4 separate regions of the Mus musculus genome follow, and regions 1, 2 and 4 are each linked to region 3. Evidence: chromatin contacts called from public promoter capture Hi-C data. All regions are on one chromosome and are shown on one strand. The core of a region is the stretch at or near the end of the contact, and the rest is flanking DNA. Distances in the headings are between cores, read along the strand shown.

Region 1 (2,700 bases), core at 112-2,611, 170 kb before region 3:
TCTTGTGTGTAGCCAGTGTACAAAGGCCATGGGGCTGTCCAAGGAAAGTCCCCTGGAAACTGACTAAGTCCCTTGGACATACCTTGACAGGATGTTGTAATATGGATGATAAAGGCTCTTGTAGCCTTATATATTTGAATAATATGTTCACAGGTTTAAAACTTTGGAAATATATGTTGGGAGGTATGGATTTGTTGGAGGAATTGTATCTCAGGGGACAGGCTGGGAGCTTTCAGAGGCCCATATCCTCCCCAGTTAGCTTACTCTCTGCCTCAGGATTGCTTTTCAAAATGTAAGCCTGCAGGCAATGCTCCAGTCCCATGCATTCCTGCCTGCTATATTGTTCCCAAACACCAGGGACATGAACTTACTCTCTGAATCTGTAAGTCCCCCCCAAAACTTCCTTCTCTAAGTTCCCTTGGTCATGGTGTCCTATTACAACAATGGAAAAGTAAAACACAGGACTATACTCACTTAAAAGACAGGAGTTTTGCAGACATGACCACAGCTATTGCTACAGCACTTCATGTTGCCAGGGCAGGATCCATCTCCTGAGCATTGATCAACACAAATTCCAACACTTTCTGGTGAAGGCTTGGGACAAGCTCCAGGTTTTTCAAATTCTGAAATATACAATGATATTTATGTAGCCAGAAAACAGACATGAAACAAGGTGGAGAATTGATGCTAGAGATCTGAAGTCACATCACCTGCTGGAGAGCTTACTCTATAATGTCCTTTTACAACTCAGGGCTCTTCCCTCAGCTTCACCAGCTCCAGTCCTGCTCTAAAGCCAAGCTGTTGATTCAGGCCCTCAGAGCATATTCTCCACCTCCACAGCCTATGCAGTCTCAGTAGAAAGAAACTTCTACCATCGTAGCCTGTCTTTACACCTCAGAAGATGCCATAAATACTCTAATGACAGCCACACCTCTCTTTACACCAGACCCATGGTTCATCTCTGAGCAAGTGCTCCCACAGGACTCTAATGCAAGGCACATCTCTAAACTAGCGGAGCTGTCCTGATTTCTGTGCAAGTTTCTCTCAAACTAAACCCCCTCCTGCCAGCCTCTGTCTTTAAGAACGCTAAGGAATGCAGAATGATCACTCTATATAGACTAAAGGGAGTGAGTGTGATCCAAGCAGTTGTCACATGGCTTTCCCTGTAATAATGCATCCCCTGGTCCTAGTGATCTTCTAGAGTCCCCTCTCTTTCCAGCTTGGATGCCCTTAACACACTTACCTTTGGGGCAAGACACTACATAGGTAGTGTTCATCCCCACAGTGATCAAAGCCACCAGAAACAAGACTGTGGCTGTCTTCATGTTGGCTCTGGCTCGGCTGAACTCATGAAATAATTTATAGCCTCAGTAAAGCTAGAATTATGGGTGTGGGAGGAAGCAGTCAATGGGGAAATGCATGAAAACAAGAGCTTTCCAGAAAGTGCCTGCCCATCACCAGGTTCCTTTTTCCAGTTTCATAAGTGACTTCTCTCTAATTGGTCTTTGATAGATGCTAAACAAAATCACAAAATAGTCTCAAACTCATTTCCTTACCATGTGAGTTGTTACACCACATCTTGGCCCTTGTGTGAATGATGAGCAAGGGAAATATTTATTGCTGTGTAGCACTGTGTCTCACAGTAAGAGCTGGAGCAGAGACAGCCAGTAAGGAGTGTCAGGGCCCACTGGTGGCTTCCTGGACATCCAGTTACATAATGATGTAGCATTCTTCTGGGAAAGATGGGGTTTGTGTCTTTACAGCTCTACAGATGAGAATCTGAAACACTGTGGATCTGGGCCCCTCCTACCTGCAGATGTAGGTAATGAAGTCACTCCTGGAAAAGCAGATACTCAATGACTTCCAATTGGCAAGGGTCAGTTGAAAGTAAGTAGGCAGGCTCCCTGATGATGAGAGGTTGTCTTCGACCAATGCTTTTCTATAAGTCAGGTCTTTATACAGAAGGCTGCATATGTGAGCCGTGGAGGGATGGGAGGCCTAGGAGAACATGCAGTGTCCCTTGTCCCTCAGCAGAGAGCCTGACTCTTTTGCTCTCCAGACTATACACTCTCAGTGACAAAATTGTAGCTGGACAGTCCAAGTCTGTGGGAAAGATTCAGTCACCACGTGCTGGCTCTGCAGTGTCTTCTCTCTGTAGGGTGTCTTCTCAGGGTTTGAGGGGTTTGTGTGGTCACTTACTTTGCTCCCTTTATTTCTAGTCCTTCCTTCAGATTGAGGAGACATTCTAGGGTGTGTGTAACATTCCTCCTTTATTGTGTGCTTGCTTTGTCAGAAACACAGGCAAGTTCATTATTTATAATATTTTTTGTAATGTTATAATTTATATAATATGTATAAAATCATAATATATAGCAGTGGGGTTTCTGTTTATTTGTGTCTTTTGTTCTTGTTTGTTTGTTATTTTTGTGACAGGATTTTTCTGTGTAGCCCTGGATGTTCTGGACTTTGCCCTGTAGACCAGGGTGACCTTAAACTCAGATATCCACCTGCCTCTGCCTCCCCACTGCTGGAATTTAAGGAGCCCACAACCATCACTTGGCTTGAGATACAGCAGCTTCATTGGAAGCAACGGGCCAGACAGTTCTGCTTTCCTTGGCAGCCCGGGCCCAGGCAAAGAGAAAAATATTTGTTCTAACTTTAGTTATTAATATAACCTCTCAGATAACATACTATATGACA
Region 2 (2,700 bases), core at 135-2,634, 220 kb before region 3:
TGACCTGGGACACAGGACCTACAGAGGCACTCCCAGGACCAGAGACTGACTCTTCAAGTCCTACCCCTTAGACATATTATCTGCCACTCCCAGTTCCCCTGGAATAGGAGGAGTCAGGAGGATTGGCAAGTAGAGGTCTGGGCGAGTTTGGGAACAGGAGAAATAAATGTTGCAAAGGGCAAGCAGGCCATCAGGACCTGTGGATTTGGGATTTCACTTAATAAACTGAGAGAAGGTCATTTGGGAGGATTATCTGCTGCAAAGGCATAGACAGAACCAGGATCCAACTAGTAAGCACATCCAAGAAGGAAGAGGGGGTGGAGAGGGCTTCTGGGAAGCTTTTGCAATGGCAGGGCTGTGGAGTAATCAGGGATGGACACAGTGAGGCAACAGAGGGCAAAGGACGGAAGAGATGCAAACTGTTTCAAAAACAGGTAGTTGATGGAGTGAAGACGAGAGGCTAAACTCTATCTAAAGACATTTAGGGGCAAGCATTCAGTCCAAGATAATCCAGGGCTGGCTGGCTGTAGGATAGGGGTTGTGGGGTAGGGGTGGGCAGACAGCATCAGTCTGCAAAGGCGAGACTTTATTACAGAGGAGAGTGTGTCAGGAGTTTGATGAGGCTGTGGTCACAAAAGGGCTAAGGGAAGAATGGGCAGAGGATTAAGAGTAGTCCTTTGAGGCCAAATAAGATGGGGTGGATTGTGCTTGTAATCCCAGCATAGCAAGATGAAGCAGGAAGATTGCCATGTTGTTGAGGTCAGCCTGGGTTACACAGTCAGTTCCTGGCCAGCTTGGGCAAACATACAAACAAACAACAATGAAAACCCACGGCAACAAAACCCTTTCTGAGAATAATATTGGTAAAGAAGATTGAGATTGACCTGTGTCTAGCATAATTACAAGAATATTTTCTGTAGACAGGTCAAGGTAGACGCCAGTAGAGAAGGAGACGTCTGGGAGAGGGAGCTTGGCTGAGGAGCAAGCAGGAGGGGGGTCCAGTCAGGTGACCCAGGGAATGGAGAGAGGGAAAGCAGAAGAGGGATTCTGTTCTGGGGAATTCAGAGGTGACCATCAAGGAGGATCCTAAAGAGAACTCTTTCCTCCAGTTTCTCCCTCCTTCCTGCACACACTGGTTCTGGATGTCTTCTCACCCCTCACTTGAGGAAGAATAGTGCAACCGTGTTTGCCCAGACGTACCTAAAAGCTGCAGAGGTCTCACTGCAGCCTGCAGCTCCTGTACCTCTAGGCTGAGGGTGATGAGGGACACCAACAGAAGGAAGGCTCCTAGCTTCATGCTGCTGCTGAAGGATGTTAGCCAATACGCAGCAGGGCCAAGAGCTGCCAGAATTTAAACCTCTTCACCCACTGAGCTAGGCAGCAAGGCTAGGGGCGGGCCTGCACACCACAGAAGCCAAAGCCCCGCCTGGAAACCAGCATTGCCAGGGACACACACTATGTATGTCCTGGGTAGTGCCATCTTACTCAAGCCAAGCTCCGTGCCACAGAACACCCTCTGTTCCACAGATAGTCCTCCTAAAGTTGGAAAGCTGGGGTGGTAAGGGACTCTCGTTCCTTTTCAATGAAGTATTAGAGATCTACTCTGGGCCAGGAATGAGCTGTGATAAGGAATGTGTCCTCAGGGAATGACAATCCAGGAGCTGGGTGTCAGCTAGGACACCATCTGCTTTTGTACTTCTCTCTCCTTGCTCTAGGACAGTTGTTCCTGTAACTGAGGGCAGGGAGAGACCGTGGGAGAGCCAGTGGGGTGCGGCCACCTGTTGAGGAGACAGTAAGCCAGCGTCGTTCCCTCTGCCTTGATGCCATCATCTCTGCTGTTTGGAGCCTTCATTTTGGGGAACCCCAGCTGTCAATATCTACATCAAACCCTCCCAGGATGCCTCTCAGGCTGCACCACTGCTGTGCGACTTGGAGAGTGAGTGGGGTGAGAGTGACAACTAGCCCAGGTGTGAGCTTTCACTTCTTCCTTCTTGTAGACACGCCTGCTAATCCAGATGAGTGATTTGTAACTCAGACCATCTGTGGTTTGGGTGCCAGGGGAGATACCCTCTTCTTTCCCTGGTGGTGGGGGAGGAGCACACACAATGTGTCAATTTGATACAAGCTAGAGTTCCCAGAGAGAAAGGAGCCTCAGTGAAGAAGAGGCCTCTATGAGATCCAGCTCTAAGGCATTTTCTCAATTAGTGATCAATGGGAGAGGGCCCAGCCCATTGTGGGTGGTGCCATCCCTGGGCTGGTGGTGGTCCTAGCATCTCTAAGAAAGCAGACTGAGCAAGCCAGTAATCAGTTTCCTTCCATGGTTCTTGCCTCCAGGTTCCAGCCCTGCTTGAGTTCCTGTCCTGACTTCTTCCAATGATCTGGCAGTGTAAGCCAAAAAGCCCCTTTCCTCCCCAACTGGCTTTCTGGTCATGGTGTTTCATTGCAGTCATAGAAACCCTAAGTAAGACAAATACTGTAACTCATAAAATACCTTAACATGAAATGAGCTGGAAGCAGGGGGTAAGAGGGAGAGGGAGAAGTCACAGGATCAGTTTGTTGTGCCTTTGTAGGTGTCTGGGAAAATGGTTTATTTCAACAGTAGAGGGCAGGGGCCCTAAGTTTAATTCCTAGGAACACACACGCACACACGCACACGCACACGCACACGAGGGGAGAGAGGGAGGAAGAGAGGACTATCAT
Region 3 (2,700 bases), core at 63-2,562:
TGGCCACATGGTGTGTGTGTCACAGGACTGACAGCCAGAGAATTGCAGACTGTCCCAGGAGTTGGAGCTTAGATCCATTCCCACTGTGGCACGCCTTCTGGAACTACCACCCGCTGGCCCATCCACTTGGACCTGCCATCCGTTTGCTTTCCCATTGTCTATCTTGACCCAGCCTCCCATTCCCCTCCACTGCATCCATGTTCTTTACATTTTGCTCCTATGCTGGGACTAGACTGTGACGTTCAGCTCTGACCTGTGGCCCTGAAGCTTGACTCTGGACTAGGCACCTCAACAAAGAATAAGGCGGAGACTGATTGAATGCTAAGCATCCTCCTGTGCCCACCATTCACACACTGATTGAATGTTAGGCATCCTCCTGTGCCCACCATTCACACACATGCGCACATACACATGCACACACATGCACACACACATGTACACACATGCACACACATGCACACACATATGTACACACACATGTACACACACACATGCACACACACATGCACACACACACACACACACACACACACACACACACACACTTTTTTTAAATCTTTATTTCCACAGAGATTCTTTGTAGCCCTATCAGATCCCTTGACTCCTAGACAAACAGACAGACAGACAGACAATAAATAGATATTACAGATAGATAATAGATGGACATAGAGGACACAACTCTTTTGTTCCCATCTTAGTTACTAATGTTAACTCTCAGATCACATGTCACACACTAAGTGTAAGTATGCCTATATCTACCTAGTTATCTGGGAATCAGGATTACCTGGCAAATTCCTTACAACAAATCTCCTATACCTTGTTAACTTATTGTTATCAATGACACAAGTGTGGTCTGTTTCTGATATGGTATGCTCATGACAAATACTCTTCCATGGAGAAAACAGAAAGACCAAAATCAAGTCTGGGCTACAACTTGGGAATTTGCCAAGTGAAGACCAATGGCTTGACCTTAACTGACCCCTACTTGCCTTAAGACAACAGCTCCCTGCTACCTGGAGAGGCCCTGAGTGGGACGGCAGATCTGAGGGGGAGGGGGAGGGGGAGGAAGAAATTTTCCCCTACTGTATTTGGCCAGAGAGGGAGTCATCCTGGACTGGAGGGCAGTTAGAGGCAGAGTCATACTTCCAAGGGTGATTTCAGTTTTCTTTTCCATTTTGTGTTTTCATTTTATGACAGCAACAAGTGTTTGGTGTCTTTTGTGGAAACTCCCCAAGTCCTGGGGCTGGGGGGGGGCACTTCCTCTGCTACCCTGGCTCCCTATAAAAGGTCTGCCTGAGCTGCAGAGCACCCCTTGCAGAGGACTCTGAGACAGCACATGCATCTCCCACAGCCTCTGCCGCGGGTACCATGAAGATCTCTGCAGCTGCCCTCACCATCATCCTCACTGCAGCCGCCCTCTGCACCCCCGCACCTGCCTCACCATGTAAGTCGAGGGTTCTGACCATCACAGCCCCACTCTGCCTCGATGCCAACCCATCTTGATACCCAGACCTCCCCTTCTTTCCAATCCTACTGTGTATGCTGCTGTACATTCTTACGCATCCTTGACACGGCTACCCTGTCATCACTGTTAGATGTCTTGTATACTAATGGCAGGATCCTCTGAGGAACTTTTCTGTGTCTTCAAAGATGATATTATGAATTCTGCAGGCACTCCTTATTGTGAACTGGTGCCGGGCTGACCTTTGAAAAATGACTTGCTCATATCTGTCACCAGTGTGGTTTCTAAGAAATGTGTGATACTGTTTTAGGTAGGATGGTCTTTCATTTCATAGTGAGAAAAGAAATGGGGCTTGCAAAATAAATAGGTAGATAGATAGATAGATAGATAGATAGATAGATAGATAGATAGATAGATAGTGAACTAAGTACCTACCGTGGGTCAGGCACTGTGCAAATGAGTTTAATGTGCCATCCTGTTTAATACAAATAGTCTTTCAGTAGTTGCTCTTGTGTTGCAGTGGGAAACAGAGGCCTAAGAACACTGAGATTCTTGTCTAAGGGTGCACACTGCTACAATTGTGGAAACTGGTATTCCAAAAGCCCTATCTGACTGGGAAGCTAAGCACCACAGCTCTGCTGTGGGATGAATTAAGTGACCACCAAGAGCTTCTCTGGTCAGAGCCCCTCGCTACAGGCCAGCCAGGTCCCAGGATGCTATGTGCACTTTCAGGCCCCTCTTAGGATCGTCACTAAGTTATGGAGCTTCGGCTTGGGCACTCCCCCAGAACTCATGCTACACCTCGAAGACACCAAGCTTTGAATCCACCAGGGGAGCTCTGAAAGCCCTGCTAAGGGCAGAAGGCACAGAGCGAGGAGAGGGATCCCAGCAGGGGCTTACGGTACAGAGCACAAGGCACAGGCTTGGCTCACGGACCAGACAAAACAGGCTTCTGTTGAACTCTCCACCATGGCAAATGTGTCCTCTGAGCCATTTCTGCCAAGGTCGACAACGACAGTCACTGCTTTTAAGATAAATCGTGTAAAGAGCCCAGCATAGCTGGCAATGAATAAAAGGGTTTCCTTTCTTCCTTCTCCCAGATGGCTCGGACACCACTCCCTGCTGCTTTGCCTACCTCTCCCTCGCGCTGCCTCGTGCCCACGTCAAGGAGTATTTCTACACCAGCAGCAAGTGCTCCAATCTTGCAGTCGTGTGAGTCTCAGCCCCATGGGTTCCTC
Region 4 (2,700 bases), core at 183-2,682, 130 kb before region 3:
GTTTGTATGGGTAGCCATAGTACATCATCCTTTCTGGATGACCCTACATTAGACCCCCTATAACTCTGACCCATAGGTGTAGCTGCAGCCTCAGGGGTTCCCTATATTAGAAAACAACAGGCTTGATAATCAATATGAATATGTCTCCCAATTTTTCAAATGCCCTTTCTACATGCTCTTCTAACATAGTTTAAGCAATCTATCTAAATAGTATGTATGCGTCATCTTCTGTTTTCTAGTTCCGTAGCGTGTAGCAACTTCCTCCCCAAAAGCCATTCCTGACTCCACACTTTACTGCCCATCCAGCAGCCACCAGAACCCCATGACCTCACTGTTCTTTGGCAGAGCTTCAACCCTTAGAATTGACCCCCGTCAGTTAGATAACATTTTCACCTGAACCTGGCCCTTTTCGAATCTTGCCCTCATCCCAATGTGTACTTACACCACAGCTGGCTTGGAGCAAAGACTGCTGGTCTCATAGTAATCCATCACAAAGCTTCTGTGAAGCTGCCGGGAGGTGTAAGAGAAACAGCAGGAAGTGGGAGGGTCAGAGCCCACTGGAAGGAAAAGTGAGGGTAAGGTCAAAACTGTACCAGGCACTGTTCATTATAAATCTTCATTGAGCATTCTTATGGACTACTGGAACCCAAAACATGGTCCCTGAAATCTATGGTCATCCACCCAGAATGAGACTTCTTTTTCTTTTTAATTAATTAACTAATTGATTAATAAACTTTTATTTATTTATATGAGTGCACTGCAGCTATCTTCAGACACACAGTAGAAGAGTGCGTCGGATCCTATTACAGATGGTTGTGAGCCACCATGTGGTTGCTGGGAATTGAACTCAGGTCCTCTGGAAGAGCAGTCAGTGCTCTTAACCATTGAGCCATCTCTCCAGCCCAGAATGATATTTCTACTCTAACTAGATACTTCTCTAAGAAGAAGGGGAAAGAAATCTAGAAGATTGAAACTAGATCAAAACTCAGAACACCTCTCAATTGCTTCATATTAAAGGTGGGGAAATCAAGGCATAAAGACAAACAAGTTTAAACCAGAGAGAAAGCTGATTCAATATCTGACCATTGGCTGTGAAGGATTCCCTCTTTTGGGAGCTTAAGGATTAATGGCTGTCTGGAAGATTCCATGTTTAACAACAGACTTGGGAATCTTCCCAGCTCCCTCTGGTTCCCCTGCCCAAGCCTGACTATTGAGCTGACCCCAGTTGGAAGACTGGACTAGGTGGGGGCTGGAAGCAGCTGGAAGAGTCAACTTACTTGGTGCTGAGAACCCTGGAGCACAGAAGGCAGCCACGAGCAAGAGGAGAGAGAGGGCAGACACGCAGAGCTTCATGGTGTTGCTCGGGGTTAGGTTTGCACAGAGCTGGGACTGCAGGGCCCAGAAGCTTCAGAAGCTGGCCGAGTGCTGTGCTGATCTGAGTTGGGAACCCCTCTTTATAGGGACTCTGGGGCCTAAGACAAGGGTTGGGGTTGCAGGAAGGAAAACGGAATCTCATGAGTAAAGATGATGTCATGGCATCGAGAAAGAAACTGAAGTTGGCTGAAAGTGAGGAGTTCCTGACAGACTGTCTTCCCCCCAGCAGTGACATCACGGAAGAGAAAGGAGGGAGATGGAGTGGAGAAGTGGGGTGCATGTTGGAGGGGGAAGTGGTACACCAAAGATAGTGACTGGGGCAGAGAAGGGGGGTTGTGAACCCGAGAGGAAGGATGCAATGTTCACACCTGCCACAAAGGCTTGTGGATAAGAAGTCACTTCACTTGGGGGTCGGCACCTCCAGGCAGTGGAGCCTTCAAGTCAATCTTTCCAGGTGGCTGTGATTTCCAGAACAAACATAGGGTGTGACCACAAGAGAGAAGATATTGACCACTCCAGACTCTTCCACACACAGAAATACCATTCAATCAGCATCATTCAGAAGAGTTGGTTTAGCCTATCTAGAACAAGGACAGGAGAGGAAAAAATAGAGATTTCAGGACATTTTATTGGAATAAGAGAAACAGTTTGAAAGTTTGAAAGACCCAATGAATGTTCTAGTATAAATAAGGATTGATACCTAGTGATAGTGTTTGCTGCAGACAAAATGTGTAGCCAACCTAAGCATATGGGTGTTTCCCAGCCAGTCCCTAGGAACATTTCTCATGTTCCTAGCTGCTGGGGACCTGTGTAGAAGATGCAGTCTACCAAGACTGGGGGTCGGGGGACAGTCAAACTCAAAGTAAGGCAAATGAAGGAAACTGGATGGTGGACCCAAGATCTCGCTCACCTTTAGCTCAATTATCCTGACTCACCTGCTTACCCTAGACCTCACACTGCAACATGCCCCTCTCAGAAACAGAAAACAAAGAGTAAAAAACAAGGGAGCCAGGTCTCCTCAGTGCTTCCAAGTTAAAAGCTGGAAAAGACAGAGCAGTGCCCTGGGTTGCTTCACAGTCATTTCACAGAGCACAAGTTTATCCTCCCTCATTGGTCCTCTTTTCCCAGTGCACAGACTGCACCCACCCCTCTGCTACACTTTCTGTCCTCAGCCTCATCGCCCAGGTCTTGTGTTCTGTGTTCCCTGCTGCACACAAGCTAGTCTTTCTGATGAGCTTTCTGGGTTGATGGAGAGTCACACTCACACATCAAGAATGTGTGTCTTTGGGCTCTTAGGTCCTCATGGACTTCATTTCCCATGGCAGT

What was found. Promoter capture Hi-C pulls out the DNA fragments that hold promoters and counts their contacts. Capture Hi-C pulls out chosen DNA fragments and counts their contacts.
Region 1: a promoter capture Hi-C map of liver shows a contact between it and region 3. The contact joins the promoter of Wfdc17 here to the promoter of Ccl5 in region 3. A contact is called at or near these places in 21 of 39 promoter capture datasets (the C10 cell line, the HPC-7 cell line, Sertoli cells and 12 more), 3 of 484 Hi-C or Micro-C datasets (bone marrow-derived macrophages, embryonic fibroblasts and embryonic stem cells), 4 of 115 datasets of contacts at active chromatin or transcription factors (bone marrow-derived dendritic cells, bone marrow-derived macrophages, embryonic stem cells and 1 more) and 4 of 9 other capture datasets (adipose tissue, liver, macrophages and 1 more).
Region 2: a contact with region 3 is called in a promoter capture Hi-C map of adipose tissue. The contact joins the promoter of Wfdc21 here to the promoter of Ccl5 in region 3. A contact is called at or near these places in 21 of 39 promoter capture datasets (the C10 cell line, the HPC-7 cell line, the SN4741 cell line and 14 more), 2 of 15 datasets of contacts at CTCF or cohesin (CD8 T cells and the NIH/3T3 cell line), 21 of 484 Hi-C or Micro-C datasets (B cells, CD8 T cells, the G1E-ER4 cell line and 12 more), 33 of 115 datasets of contacts at active chromatin or transcription factors (the 230-238 cell line, CD8 T cells, the HPC-7 cell line and 25 more) and 4 of 9 other capture datasets (adipose tissue, liver, macrophages and 1 more).
Region 4: a promoter capture Hi-C map of macrophages shows a contact between it and region 3, with 8 read pairs. The contact joins the promoter of Ccl4 here to the promoter of Ccl5 in region 3. A contact is called at or near these places in 11 of 39 promoter capture datasets (the C10 cell line, the HPC-7 cell line, cranial neural crest and 7 more), 4 of 484 Hi-C or Micro-C datasets (effector CD8 T cells, memory CD8 T cells, natural killer cells and 1 more), 2 of 115 datasets of contacts at active chromatin or transcription factors (bone marrow-derived macrophages and effector CD8 T cells) and 4 of 9 other capture datasets (adipose tissue, liver, macrophages and 1 more).

What each region holds. Positions count from the first base shown.
Region 1 is chr11:83,702,717-83,705,416 of GRCm38.p6, reverse strand. Wfdc17 (WAP four-disulfide core domain 17) reads right to left here and starts at 1,361. Exons shown (of 3, transcript NM_001081957.1): 1 at 1,244-1,361; 2 at 475-623. The coding sequence starts at 1,325. The coding sequence ends at 475.
Region 2 is chr11:83,745,624-83,748,323 of GRCm38.p6, reverse strand. It overlaps Wfdc21 (WAP four-disulfide core domain 21), which reads right to left and starts at 1,384. Exons shown (of 3, transcript NM_183249.2): 1 at 1,201-1,384. The coding sequence starts at 1,297.
Region 3 is chr11:83,529,130-83,531,829 of GRCm38.p6, reverse strand. It overlaps Ccl5 (chemokine (C-C motif) ligand 5), which reads left to right and starts at 1,312. Exons shown (of 3, transcript NM_013653.3): 1 at 1,312-1,444; 2 at 2,563-2,674. The coding sequence starts at 1,369. All of the region lies in intron 2 of Gm32650 (a long non-coding RNA gene), which reads right to left.
Region 4 is chr11:83,661,316-83,664,015 of GRCm38.p6, reverse strand. Ccl4 (chemokine (C-C motif) ligand 4) reads right to left here and starts at 1,432. Exons shown (of 3, transcript NM_013652.2): 1 at 1,278-1,432; 2 at 443-557. The coding sequence starts at 1,353.